Linked DNA regions of Sus scrofa: regions 2, 3, 4 and 5 are each linked to region 1. The links are chromatin contacts, called in public Hi-C and targeted proximity ligation maps. All regions are on one chromosome and are shown on one strand. The core of a region is the stretch at or near the end of the contact, and the rest is flanking DNA. Distances in the headings are between cores, read along the strand shown.

Region 1 (2,824 bases), core at 182-2,681:
CACTGGCAAATTACAGTCATTAGCAGAAGGAGAATATTGGAGTTCTCAGAGTAATTTATAACACCCCAGCAAGGGGATTTTTATCATCTTTTAGATTGCTGAGTTCCAATATGTTCCAGTAGAGGGGGGTAGAGGGTCAACTCATTTGACTTGGGCTCAAAAAATCCAACTTAAAAACAAGTTAAAATAAAAAATTGTAGGAGTTCCTGTTGTGGCTCAGTGGGTTACGAACGTGACTAGTATCCATGAGGATGCAGGTTCAACCCCTGGCCTCGCTCAGTGGGTTAAGGATCCAGAGTTTCTGTGAGCTGTGGTGTGGGTTGCAGATGCAGCTTGGATCCAGAGTTGCTGTGGCTGTGGCAGGCAGATACAGATCTGATTTGACCCCTAGCCTGGAAATTTCCATATGCCCCAGGTACAGCCCTGAAAAAGCAAAAAAAAAAAAAAAAAAATCAACCAAACTAATCTCTTAAGGAGAAATTTCATAACAGCCCTCTCTTGAATACTTACCGTACCTAATTCTCACTTAATTTCTTAACTTACTGGTGTTGATAGATGTATTTGTATAATTTGCTATAATATCCTAACCCACTACAACACAAAATGATCTGCTATCATTCTAGAACACTAAACAATATTAAAAATAAGGACGATGTATGTGGCTTCATATATACAACTCTGTGAACATGGCTTCAATTATCCTTCTCAAGTCTTTCATTATTTCAACACAGGATCCACATTTACCTAAGTCACTACATGCTTCCATTCAAAAACCATATATAACTTACAATATAAACATCTGTGTAAGCAATTTCAAAACCATATAAATAACTGTTTCATCCATTGTCTCTATCATGAAATATTGCCCACAGCAGATATTACTTTACTGAAAAATAAGCATTGCCAAAAATGAGGCAGAAACCTATATTATCATAGAATAATCCTTACATTATCAGAGGAAACTTTATAACAATTTTATAACACCTTCTTCTCTGATGCTTGTACTATCTTTGATTTTTAATGTATTTCTAACACAAAATGATATCTTAGAAGGGTGCTTTTGAGATTTAATAGTTGGTAGGAAATCAATTCGAAATAAACAAAGCATTCCCTTTTATGGTATTTTAACTCATCGAGGAGAGAATCATAGCTTTGTATAAACTCTGCCCACTCCTGAACTCTACTCATGCTGGGACATGCCTGCTAAGCTTATCAAAGTTTCCATGGGGCTGAAGAGCCTCCTGGGAGAGGTCAGGCAAAGAAGATACAGTAACAAAGGGTGTTTTACTCTGAATAAGGACTAATTTTTTATAAGAATAAAAAACTAGGGGCAGGTCCAAATGAGTGTGGGCTTTTACCCAGAAAGCACAGACTTAGAAGGTATAAGCAAAATCTAAGCAATTGGATGCTGCTGCCTCTGAAGTGACTCAGCAAAGTGCAGCAAGGGCAGCCCAGTCCGAATGCTGCCTGTTGTCCAGAAAAATGACCTTCCATTTCTCTAACTGGGGGCCAGCTCGAGTAACCAGGCATTCAGACTCTAAGCCCTCCTGACCCAAGAAACCTGCCAGAAGCAAAAGGCCGTCATTCTTCTAGTTCGAACAAAACACCCAAATTGAAACTGCTAATTTGAGATCAAGTTGCCCCATCCAGCTGTATACTGAAGGGCTATCAGTTTAACTAATTTAGGTGGCTTGTTTGGTGACACCAAAGAAAGTTTTTGTTAAAAAGTTCGAAAGAGGCTTTTTTTTCAGGGTCCCTATTGCATGCATAGGGAGGGGAAATTTCCATGACATCACTGAGTGCCTTTTTGGGATTTGTCTTTAAGCCCAACCTCCAGAGGATGGATACCCAGATACTATTGTGAGAAGGAGACAGAGTAAAGGTTGAAAGGGCGATTTTTCTAAAATCAAAGACAGCACACAGGCAGCTTGGCCTGCATAGGTCTTTAATAGCTCATGACCCTAAAGGAGACAGAGATGATCTGCCTCTTTTCCAAGAGAACACTCTTGAAACATAAGTATCCCCTCTCTGGGAAGAGAGGACAACACCCACTGAGCATGGTCTTGGCTTTGAGATGCCCTGGGAGAAGGGCAGCAGGACTGGATTTGTTACCAAGCATAGGTGAGCCACCTACTGGAGATGCTAAAAAATACTTGTGTGGTGATAGGGATTTTTGTGAGACTGAAGTCCTACGTGAGTAGCTGAGACCAAAAGTCTATAAAATATGAATTAAAACTACACTTTCAAGCCAGCCATACTATAAACTGGGAAGACCAGTTTAGCTAGGCATTATAGGGATGTAATTCTGGTGCTTAGGATCAATGAAGGTGAATTAGAATTAAGAGCTCTTCAGGTTCCTCTTAACATCTTTGGCCAAAGCTGCTTGCATTATACCTGTTTGAATTGAGACATTGCAGTGCTGAAGTGTTTCCTTAGTGGATATTTATTGACTGCTTATATTTTCAGCACTTGCTGGATGCAATAGAAGATGCAAGAGAAAGATGACTATCCCTGCCTTTGGGAGCTATTAGGAGGGATAACACAGATGCACAAATAAGTTAGAAACAAAGTAAAGTGGGACTTAGAATATACTGATATTTAGTTGCTTCTCATAACCAGTACTTATATTTAGCCTTTGGTAGACTTGAGGGGAGCAATTCCTCTTGGCTAACTTGAAATGAAAAAAAACCCCAGCAGATGTACAGCTCTCATTCAATCTATCTTCTAAACTTGTACTCTTTTTGCTTGGATTTTATGCTTACCTATTGCTTTGTTTAATCGCTATAGAAGTGAAGACTTGCTGGGCTTATACTATTGTTACTGA
Region 2 (2,824 bases), core at 84-2,583, 170 kb before region 1:
GCCCCTGTTTTCTCATCTGGAAGGACATCGGCTTTATCACAGGGTGAGATTCCTTAATCATCAAGAATTGGAAATGATGAGTAAGGTGCTAGAATTGTGCTTGTCACCTTGAATGCTCTCGTTAAAGAGGATATTATTTTATTATATAAATTGTCACCCATGTGGCCCCCTGGGCCTTCGTGGTTGATCAAATCAAGGTTTCTCGAAACGGATATGACCTGAGTCAAGAGCATGAGCAGCTGAGTCAACGAGTATTTATAAAAGTCTCCACTAGCAACACGGTGCTGCTGGATTAGACATCGTTGTTCACACAGCAAAAACGTAAACCTTCTAGTCATTAAAAACTTGCCGTCATGTGTGATAAGACAGGTTAACCAAACCGTTTATGGAAATTCATGTTTTAAAATTTATAGATAGGTCTGTAGTGGAAAAAAAAGTTTGGCCATGACCCCTAGATGTTTCTCCTTTTCAGTGATCCAGGCGAGGCTAATAATTCACTCCTAGGGTTTTGAAGTTATTTATTTGCCTTTGGGTCTGGGGCATTCCCATTTGTGATCAATGCTAAGGAGGAAGCGAATTCATGACTTGATTCATACAGATAAGCCTGTAAGGGGAAGAGTGGGCAACAATTACCTCTGCTTCTAATCAGATGTATTCAGCTCTCCGGTTCTCTTTGCTCACGTGGGCAGCAAGGTGTTCTGGTGAAGTTTGCAAATACCCTCACTTTTGCTCTTTGCTCCCTTTTTCTTTCTGTTATCGCCTTGCCCTCTGCGCTCTGCTCCCTCTTGTCACCTCTGAGGTCCGCCTGTCACCCCACTGCCCTTCAGAACTCTTTTCCTTGAAGCCTTTCCAAACAGGTGCTGTCTTGCTTCACTCTCCACCGTCATTCTGCTAACCCCTGGGTCTTATAGATGTTCCCTGTTCTGAACACTGACGCATCTGTCTTTATATAGCCCTGACTGCCTTGGCATTTCCATGCTCCTCACTCTGTGTTTGCCAGCGCTTATCCCAACTCTTCCAGGAGCACTGGGGATCCCGCCCCTGTCACCTTTCATGTAGCACTTTGCGTTGTTTGTTATGGATTAAAGGACTCACAGAGGCCAAGAATAAAGGGTGTATTGGGGGGAGCTCTCAATACACTTGTGTTTTGCTTTTCAGCCATTCTCAGCTGAATGTCTAATCTGATGTCTTATTAGTAACTGGAAATTTAATAGGCAGAGTTCTGAGTTCTTTCTTGTAGGAATGTGTGCAAGTTTGGACTAGTGGATGAGTCACAGACTTGGAGGAGTTTAAAAGCCGTGGTTTAGTGAAAAGCCAGAGAGCGAGAGAGAGGAAGAGAGAGAGAGAGAGAGTTAGAGTTAGGAAGCCCTGCATGCAGAACCCAGGAAGTGAGGCCTTGCAAGCCGTTTGTAACACGCAAGGAACTCTCCGCCTTGATGTGGTGCAGACGGCAGGGGCAAGAGTAGAGCACCCTTAGGCTGTCTGAGGGGAGAATGAAGGAAAAGGGAACAAAAATATTCTTTCTTTCCCAGCCTGGCTCAGTCAGTGGTAGTGCTACCTGGGACCACTTCGTCACCCTCTTACTGTGTCCAGACACTATGTTATTTAAAAATACCAAAAAACAAAAAACAAACAAAAAAGCGCCATCTCCTTTCATCCTCACAAACCACTTCTGAGGAATTTTCACAGTTTTACAGAGTAGGATGCAGAAGCCCAAGGTCACACATTAGCAAAGCGTAGAGTCAGGCTATGCATCCAGGTCTGCCTAAACTTCAGGCCTCTCTAAATCTTGTCCTGACCTATGACCCTGTTCATTTTGACTTTGATCTTTTTTTTTTTCCCTTTGAGGGGAGAAAGGAATTTTTTTTTTTTTTTTTTTTTTTTTTTTTTTTTTTTTTTTTAGCAGATGAGAATTGGCCTTCTGTCTGGGACTTCCCCTGCTAGCAGGTTCTCAGGACATTTTTGCTGAATGAGTGAGTCTGTTCCAGTGGCTCTGGGATGGAGCATGAATGGAGCAGTGCAGTGTCTGGGAAGGAGGCCTCTCTTACTAGCTGTGTGGTTTAAGGCAAGTCCCTTCAACTCTATGGGCCTCAGAATGCTCCCTTTATTTATTTGTTTATTTATTTTTTGTCTTTTCAGGGCCGCACCTGCGGCATATGGAGGTTCCTAGGCTAGGGGTCTAATCAGAGCTGTAGCCACCAGCCTACACCACAGCCACAGCAACGTCAGATCCAAGCCGCGTCTTCAACCTACACCACAGCTCATGGCAATGCTGGATCCTTAACCCACTGAGCGAAGCCAGGGATCGAACCTGCAACCTCATGGTTCCTAGTCAGATTTGTTTCCCCTGCGCCACGACAGGAACTCTGAGTGCTTCCTTTAAAACTTAAGGTGGCTAGGGACAGACAGTGTGACCTCTTCAATGCCAACTCTTATGAGACGTGGGGAAAAGGCTGCCATAGCCTTTTGGTCACGTGTGTCACAGTAAAAGAGGGGAGACAGAATCATCCATCCATGCCTGGGATTCAGGAATTCTGCTCTCTCTTTTTAATCTCTGAAACCTATTTAAAAAATTTTTTTTAGGGCTGTACCTGCAGCATATGGAAGTTCCCAGGCTAGGGGTCGAATCTGAGCCACAGCTGCTGGCCTATACCACAGCCACAGCAATGCAGAATCTGAGCCATGTCTGCGACTTACACTACAGCTCATGGCAATGCCAGATCCTTAACCAATGAGCAAAGCCAGGGATGGAACCCTCATCGTCACAGATCCTAGTTGGATTTGTTACCACTGAGCCACAAGGGAACTCCTATTTTTGTGATTT
Region 3 (2,824 bases), core at 91-2,590, 170 kb after region 1:
CGTTACACCTGTACTCAAACCCTTTCTGGTCCTGAAAATACTTTCTTCACATTGCTGCCCCTGAAAATGCCAGTGAATGTTGGGCTGCATATCGGTTGAAGCCTTCTCTTACATCTTCCTGGAGGATGAGCTCTTGGATTTATTTCCTGTTTGTTTTTATTTTCCACCCTGGCCACATAATGGATATTTAAGCGAACATGTGTTGATTCTTCCTCCCAAAAGGTTATCCCTTTTTGCTAACACCATTTGCTGAATAGTCATCTGTGTCTTCACTTCCCGCTCACCACATCCTGGCGGCTGCACCCCACACACCCCTGCAAATGCATTTGGAAGATCTCCCACAAGCTCTTTATTGCTAATCCAGAGTACACTTCACAGGCCTCAACCCTCTGTCAGGTGTCAACAAGAGTTGGCTCTCCAGACCGGAAATTTTCCTTGAAACTTCTCTTCCCTTGACTTCAAGAACATGTCATTATCTTGGCTTTCTTCCGACCTCCCTGCTTTTTTCAGTCAACTTTTGAAGATATTTTCTCTCCATGTCTTTCCTTCAATATCATGCTCAGGGCATCAGCCTCACTATTCTTCTTTCCTCACTCTGCCTGCTCCACCTGAGTGTGCTTTTCCACACCGGTACCGTCAAGTCCATCTTTCTCCCCAGCCGGGATCTCTCCCCTGAGTACCAGACCAGTGAGCATCATTGTCTCCAGATACCTTCTCTGGGACGTCAAAATCACGCTTTAAATTTGGCATGACCAGGAATTCCCTCTGTGGCACGGTGGGATTAAGGATCTGGTATTGTCTCTGTGGTAGCACAGGTTCGATTCCTGGCACAGGAACTTCCATATGCCACAGGTGTGGCCAAAAAATAAATAAATAAATAAGGTACTCAAAGCCAAGTTCATCCCCTATTCTCTACGCCTTCTCCTCCAACCCTTATCATAAGAGACCACTTTATCCTCTATGCCTTCCCTCTCTCAGTGCATTAAACGATGAGTCATTTATTTTCTTAAATCAGATTTTGACCTGAGCATCATCCTTAATTATCAAAAGATGAGTCATTTTTTTTTTCCTTGGAGAGTAGTGGTGCCCTTAACAGTGACTGACCCTTTCTGGAAAAGTTTAGCTCTTGTTCGTTTATGTACTTGGAAAGAACAAGGGAAGAGTGATTTATTCAGATTAGATGAGTTGCATTTGAAGTCCCTGGGACCCCCATAGAAAAAAATGTTGATTGGGAATTTGAAACGTAGGTACTAGAGTCATGAAGAGATTTCAGAGCTAGACTTACATATTTGTGAATTATCTACTGCACACAGAGACAATAACTGAAACCATGTGAGGAGATGAGATCATCATGGAAAAGTGTACATAGAAACAAGGTTATGTGGAAACAAGTTGTGGGAGCAGCTCATAACTCTTTGAAAGCTGATAGGACTTTACACATTGTCTGGCACAACTTTTTTCTTCACCTGAAAATGATTCTGAGTCTAAGAGGAGAGGAGAGAAATTAAATTCTAAAGAAAAATCTACTGATAAGGTCTTTGATCCCAAGTTACTTTAAAGGTCCAAAGCTCAGACCAAGAAAAAATTCAAAATGAGCTAACTCTACTCAAGTCAAGAACAGTGCCTCAAACTCAAGACAACATTTGTTGATAGATGCAAACTATTACATTTAGAATAGATAAACGATGGGGTCCTTCTGTACAGCACAGGGAACGATGTCCAATCTCTTGGGTTAAAACATGATGGAAGATTAGTATGAAAAAAAAGAATATATATATAAGAATATATATGTATATATATAAACTGTGTCACTTTAGCATACAGCAGAAATTGAAGGAATATTATAAATCAACAACACGTTAATACAAATTATTTTTTAAAAGTTTAAGTAGTACTAAAACAATGCAATAAAGAAGGCAACAGATTTACCTCAAATTATACCAGTTCAGGGTAAAAAAAATGTAACATTTGGCGCATGACAAAAAAAAAAAAAAAAATCAAGACAACATTGCTCCTGGAGCCAGAAAGAACTTGGCTGTTTTACGAGTTCCATAAACTCACAGATAAGAAAGCCCTAACTCTCACCCACCTCCAGGTTTCTTGTAATATAAACCAATCTATTCCTTTATAGCATAAGCCAGTTTGACTTGTCACTTACTGAAGCAACAGTAGATACTGGAGCCAGCTCACTAGAGCTGATTGGGCACATCTCTTCCCAACTCTGTACCCAGTGACATCATCTTGTTAGCTCGAAAGTGGCCATGATGGGACTATTTAAAACTCAGAAACTGTGAAGTGCTCCGAATTGGGGATTCCTATCCACACCAAAAAAAATCTGGTTGTTAATTTGTTTTCCTGTACATCACTGGTTATGGCCAGGAGTCTCCTGACTGAGATACACATGTTGAACCAAAAACAGGTTGGTCTGGAGGGCCAAGGGGATTCAACATAGGTGTGGACTGCCTGGGAGCCAGGAAGATGAATTGATGGTGGAATTGATGGTGGCCAACCAAGGAGGCATCTTCATCCAAGTCAAAAGAAGTGTAAGTGAGGAGCCTCGTAAGATGATGTTAGGGGCGCGGGTCATATCCCGAGTCCTCAATTGTGCATCTGCTACCAGAGGCACATCCCAGACTGTGACGGCACTAGTACAGTTAGAAGAGACCATCACTAAAACTTCTCCCTTCTTCCATTTGCTCCATCCCTGGAGGGACCCCATACAGCAGCTAGTGAGGGGTGAGGAGTAGGAGACTGGGAGAAGCAAGGAGGAGACCCCCCCCCGGATCCACACTGGAGATTTCCCAGCCACAGACAGTCCTTGATG
Region 4 (2,824 bases), core at 168-2,667, 150 kb after region 1:
CAGGCCCATGGGGTTAGAGAGGATTTTAGGAAGCCGTTTAGGATCTTTTTAGTTCATATGAGCAAGCATGAAGGGCTTTCTAGGCGCAACGATTTCAAGACAAGAGGTGGCAAGAGAAATACCGAGCTGTGGCCTTCTTAGGCCCCATGGACTTCTGGTCCCTTATGCGTGGATGCAGAAGGCAGCATTCACTGGCCTCCTTCACAGCCAGTTCTGGTGCAGCTAACCAGGTAAGGGATCATAAAAGCCCAGAAGGAATAAAACCCAAGATTAACACTAAGCCAATCAGTGGTATTAGGCAGTGCCATTAAATGCTCATAAACATATCAGCATGCTGCCCTTCAGTGCGAAAGGATACAACCATACAGTGTTCACGGACTGCCCCGCTTCCAGAGGCCTCTCGTGTCCTGCGGGTCATAGGGTTGATTGCCCCTTGAACAATGACGTTTCATGTTGGCTAATGCTGACACCCCAGAACTTAATATTTCAGTTGACTACTGAAGGCCTGCTCTGGTTTTTCCATTATGCTGCTGTGAGGTTGCTGGAAGTGGTGAGCAGTATCTGGTTTCTCAGTTCCTTTCTATTCCTAGCTGGGATTTTTAGAAGTAGCTGGCTGCCTGTCCACGTTCAGAAACGCGGTAAGTCACTGGGGACCACAGCTCAGGGTGCATGTGTGAGCAAACGGGTTTAATACCAGCACTATGCCCGAGTCATCACTGCTCTATTTGTGGAATGGGGCAAAGACTGCCAGGGGATCTTCAACACCTGACTGGCCTCAACAACTGTCTAAGTGGAGGTGAAGTTGGAATAACTCTACCCATTTACTGCTCTGCCCGCAACTAAACCAGTCAAGTGTCTAAAACTTAAAAGTGTTTCAACATATTGTTAGGGGGAAATTGACAACTCCCAAAATATGCCCCTTTGTTGAGAACGCCGCCAAGGTCTCTGAAATGTCTCACTTCTGACTTCATAAAGAGATAATACGCTCTGGAGGGAAAAATCTAGGTGTTAAAGTCAAACAGATTTACGTTTGAATAGCAAAACTGCCAGTTAATTAGCTGTTTGATTAGGCGAGGGACTTCGATTCTCTAAGTCTCAAGTTGCCATCTATAACATGGGCTAACATGTCTGACTTACGTGGTTGATTTGAGAAAAAGAAAAATGGCACGTGTACAGTGCCTGGCATGCATTTGACACAAAACCCTCTAGGTTCCTTTCCTCTAGTATCGAAGATAATTGCTTGGTCTTTGTATGCGTTTTCCCCTCATCAATGTAATAGTATGTGGAAGAAATTCAAGCAATCATATGATGGGTCCACTTTGTTTTCCGTTGTTTCCTTTTCTTGCTGTGCCAGTCAGCATAGAGTCAGTCCCTCGGAGGTTCAGTCAGTTCTGGTCCATTTGCCAAGGATCCTATCGCTCCTTTTATGGTCTGAAAAGTGATAGTCATATCTGGAGAGCATCCAACTCATAATGATGCTTCAGCTCCTGTTTGTCAGAGCTACAAAAAGACTACAAAGTATTTAAAGGAACAGAATCGTTTTCCTCTACCCTCAAAATCACTGGACAAAAAACAACTGGATGTTTAGAACAGCGTAACCCAAATCGTGAGATGATAAATGATTATAACGAAATGTTAAAGTAAGATACAAGTGGCTCATATCAACTCCAAGAAAAATAGCAAACTCATGTTAGCACAATATTTTGTAAAAATTTCATGCAAATGCTTTCTAGCCAGATGTGCATTCTCCAGCTAACCATAGTACCACCCTTGCTGTTTCATGACCACTGGCCCACCTGCTTCATCGTCTATAGGGCATGCCAAACCCTCGAAGGCATTTATGTCTGTAGACCCCAATCCCAACCATTTAGATCAAATTACTAGGTTCCTGTTCAGGCAACTGGGCTTCAGTAGCAAGAGCCCTAGCAGCACATCTGACCTGGCCTTTGGGTAAAGTTTTTCCTCTTTAGCCCAGAGATGGTCGCAGTTCCCTATAGCTATTCATCTTCAAATGACTTGATCTTATCTTTTGCTTCTCCAGAATTTTCAGCAATCATGCAAAGAGTCTCTGTATTCAATTTGATCTGTATTCATGTTTAAAAAGCCTAGTGTGGTTTTTGCTTTTCTGTTTGGACTCTTGACTGCTATAAAGCCAGATTGAACACAATTACAAAGGAAACCAAGCCCAGTATGTGTACTGATCAATATTCATAAACATACAAAGGAAACCAGGGGTTACTAGGCCTTTAAGGAAAATTGACACCATGGAAGAGAAAGGCCAAGATAAACAGAAGAAATACTAACCCTAGGGAAAAGGACATAACTTGGTGAACCAACAAGGACTTACACTTTAAAAAAAAATTAATATTAGAATTTAGATGATTTTGCTGCCAAAAAAAAAAAAAGAACCATCTGCTATGAAAATAGAGCAATCAGAAAATTGGAGAGAATTTATTGAAATTAAAAGTACATTTGCCTGAATGAAAAAATTAATAAGTGGTCAAAATAACTAGACACCTGGAAAAGCTGATGATATGGAAGATAAATTCAAGGAACTCTTTAGAATATATGAGCAAAGAATCAATGAGAAAGTGACAGTGGTACATAATATGTGCTAGACTGTTCTAAGTACATCAGTTATGATAACATAGTTAATTTTCATAACAGCTCTCTGAGCCGAAAACTCTTGGTATATACACAGAGAGGGTCAATAACATGCCTAGAGTCACATAGCTAACGAGGTGGCAGAGCTGAAATGCAAATGCAGGGGATCTGATTCCAAAGACCTTGCTCTTAGCTAGTTATTCTCCATTGCCTATTTTAA
Region 5 (2,824 bases), core at 92-2,591, 140 kb before region 1:
GCATAGGATTTACTTTGCTCCATCCTCCCCAGCTTTTGGATGACATCCTCGGGATACAGCTTAAGCATCACTTCCTCCAAGAAGATTTCCATGACCCCCTGGCCCATGTTCTCAGTGCACTCCGAGCCTTCCCCATGGTAGCACTTCCTTTGCCCCCCTGTAATTGCCTATTTACAAGTCTGCGGATGGCACGAGGACAGGGGTCAGTCTCCCAGATTTGTTGGTGCATCTCCAGCACCTCACACAATGCTGGGCATCAAGTAGATACTCCATAAATATGTGCTGATGAATAAAAAGGAAAGAACTTGAACTCAGATATTTTATTAACAATTAATTATCACCTATTGATTAATAATATTGATTAGTAATAATAGCTAGGATTCATTGAGCATGCTCAGCGTTTTACTCTACCTTTATCTCCTTTACCACGTCCACTAAGGTAGACTTTTTTTTTTTTTTTTTTTTTGGCCATGCCCATAGCGTGTGAAAGTTTCTGGTGGCCAGGATCAACCTACACCACAGATCCCGTCGTGGCGCAGTGGTAACGATCCAACTAGAACCATGAGGTTGCGGGTTGGGTCCTGCCTTGCTCAGTGGTAACGATCGGCGTTGCGTGAGCTGTGGTGTAGGTTGCAGATGCGGCTCAAATCCGCGTTGCTGTGGCTTGGTGTAGGCGGTGGCTACAGCTCCGATTCGACCCTAGCTGGAACCTCATATGCGGGAGCGGCCAAGAAATAGCAACAACAACAACAAAATAACAACAAAAAAAAAAAAAAAAAAAAAAACCTACACCACAGCAGTGACCCAGCCTTGCTGGGTCCTTAACCCACTAGGCCAACAGGGAGCTCCACCAAGGTAGGCATTCTTATCCTCATTTTATAAATTGAAAACTGAAGCCCCTGAGGATTTAGAATAACTTGCCTGACATTACACCACTGGTAAGTGACAAAGTCAGGAATAATCTGGGGCCATCTAAGTAATAAAAGAGAAAAATCCATTTTCTTAATCCCTACTCCAAATGTGATGAGCTTTCTGGATTCTCTTGTTCTAAGAAAGACTTCACAGCTGGCAATGGGCTCGTAACTGGAGAGGGATGGTGCTTAGGTCAGAGTTGTCCTGAGCTGAGTCATTATACCCTACTTATAAAGCCAGCTTTCATTTGCTGGGCTTAAAAGGAAGCTCCAGACTAAGCTATTTCCTTCAGTTTGGTTGGGTATATCTTGAAAAGATTTTCTGAGAGTAAGCTGATTTTCTGAGGGTGCTGGCTGAATGCTCGGGCAGGGGGCTCCTGGGCACCCGGGGGGCACTGATAGGTGGTGTCCACAGAGAGAGGAAGCCAGGACCCTGGGACCAGGTGTTGACCACACTGTGGCAGAAGGCACTCTGCATTTTCTTTGTGAGCAGTAATCCATTTGGGGAGTGGCCTTGCTTTTCATGATATTTCAGGAACCGCCACACTGAATTGTGATCCTGGGGTTTATGCTATCGCTGCAGCTTGGCGGAAATTCTGACTGATTATTGTTTCAGGGCCATTTTGGGGATTTGTAGTCCGGTGACTTGATGTGACTTTGGGGGTTTTGATTCTGCTGCTTTGGTCTGTGCCTGTTATCTTTATGGCGGGTTAAATAGTGTCTTCCTCTTTGTAAAAGGCCAGATTTCATCTTATTTATTCTTTACTACATTTGGCTTTGGCAAGAGAGTGGCAATTGTTGGCTCTTTTATAATGAGAAGGACAGTGGGGGCCAGGGAGGTTAATTGGCTTACCTCAGAGAAACATCCAGGTTAGAGTAACTGAACCTCATTGGATTATGTTTTTGATTTAGACTTTCCAATCTTATTTTTAATTAGGGAATCCATATACTTGCATGTGTATTCATTCATTCGTTCAGCAATTATTTATGGAGATCCTACTATGTGCCAGGCATTGGCATTATAGTGGGGAATAAGATATACAAGGCGTCAAGAAATTGACATTCCATTTGAAGGGAGAGAACAGACAGAAAATGTAAATATGTACATGAATTTTTCATTCCAAATGCTAATTTTCTATGGACAAAATAAAAACGGAATAACAATAGGTAGAGTGCTTGAGGTGGATGAAGAAATGATCATCAGAAGCCTTCCATGAGGAGTTCCCTTGTGGCCTAGAGGTTAAGGATCCAGCATTGTCACTGCTGTGGTGTGGGTTCAGTCCTTGGCCAAGGAATGTCTGCATGCCACAGGCACAGCCAAAAAAGAAAAAAAAACAAGGCTTTCCTAAGATGGTAGCACGTAATCTAATAGCAAACGGATGTAAAAGGGCCAACCTTGAGAAATCTGGAGAAGAGCACTCCAGGAAGAGGGAACAGCAAGTGCAAAGGCCCTGAGGCTAGGGTAAGAGTGTCATGTTCGAGGATAGGAATGCTGAGACCTCTAAAAGCAGAGGTGTGATGGGGCTCTCATTTTTATTATAACAAGATCTCTCTGATTGCCATGCAGAGGTGAACTGAGGGAGATAAAGAATGAACCAGGAAGAGATCACTGCAGGGGTTCAAGGATAGGCACTTTTTTTTAGTTCTGTTTCAGGTACTATAAGTACTTTCCATTCTTCTTTAATATTCACAACAGTCCCATCATGTAATTGCTTTCTTCATTTTTCAGATAAAGAAACTAGAGGCTCAAAAGCTTCAATATCTTACCCAAGGTCACTCAACTTAAGTGGGTTTAATTTCAAAGTCTGTCCTGTTAAGTACTTTTTCTATACGGCCAGCAAGAGTGTTCCCTATGGATGTCTGACAGACACTTTAAAACAGTCAGATTTGGGGAGTTCCCATTATGGCTCAAC

What was found. A called contact is a pair of places that touch in the nucleus more often than the background predicts.
Region 2: a contact with region 1 is called in a targeted proximity ligation map of skeletal muscle, with 6 times the contacts expected there. A contact is called at or near these places in 5 of 47 Hi-C or Micro-C datasets (embryonic fibroblasts, epiblast stem cells, liver and 1 more) and 2 of 2 datasets of targeted methods (alveolar macrophages and skeletal muscle).
Region 3: a contact with region 1 is called in a Hi-C map of omental adipose tissue, with 3 times the contacts expected there. A contact is called at or near these places in 1 of 5 promoter capture datasets (liver), 21 of 47 Hi-C or Micro-C datasets (alveolar macrophages, brain, embryonic fibroblasts and 13 more) and 1 of 2 datasets of targeted methods (skeletal muscle).
Region 4: a contact with region 1 is called in a targeted proximity ligation map of skeletal muscle. A contact is called at or near these places in 1 of 47 Hi-C or Micro-C datasets (skeletal muscle) and 1 of 2 datasets of targeted methods (skeletal muscle).
Region 5: a targeted proximity ligation map of skeletal muscle shows a contact between it and region 1. A contact is called at or near these places in 2 of 47 Hi-C or Micro-C datasets (embryonic fibroblasts and liver) and 1 of 2 datasets of targeted methods (skeletal muscle).

What each region holds. Positions count from the first base shown.
Region 1 is chr5:77,367,405-77,370,228 of Sscrofa11.1, forward strand. The region is part of intron 6 of LOC106510390 (a long non-coding RNA gene); the gene reads left to right. Among named protein-coding and RNA genes, the nearest start is that of SLC38A4, 120 kb to the right of the region's middle.
Region 2 is chr5:77,193,513-77,196,336 of Sscrofa11.1, forward strand. The region is part of intron 1 of LOC106510390 (a long non-coding RNA gene); the gene reads left to right. The region is part of intron 1 of LOC102160630 (a long non-coding RNA gene); the gene reads right to left. Among named protein-coding and RNA genes, the nearest start is that of SLC38A2, 69 kb to the left of the region's middle.
Region 3 is chr5:77,540,526-77,543,349 of Sscrofa11.1, forward strand. No RefSeq gene overlaps it. Among named protein-coding and RNA genes, the nearest start is that of SLC38A4, 52 kb to the left of the region's middle.
Region 4 is chr5:77,520,659-77,523,482 of Sscrofa11.1, forward strand. All of the region lies in intron 1 of LOC110260771 (a long non-coding RNA gene), which reads right to left. Among named protein-coding and RNA genes, the nearest start is that of SLC38A4, 33 kb to the left of the region's middle.
Region 5 is chr5:77,225,395-77,228,218 of Sscrofa11.1, forward strand. All of the region lies in intron 1 of LOC106510390 (a long non-coding RNA gene), which reads left to right. The region is part of intron 1 of LOC102160630 (a long non-coding RNA gene); the gene reads right to left. Among named protein-coding and RNA genes, the nearest start is that of SLC38A2, 100 kb to the left of the region's middle.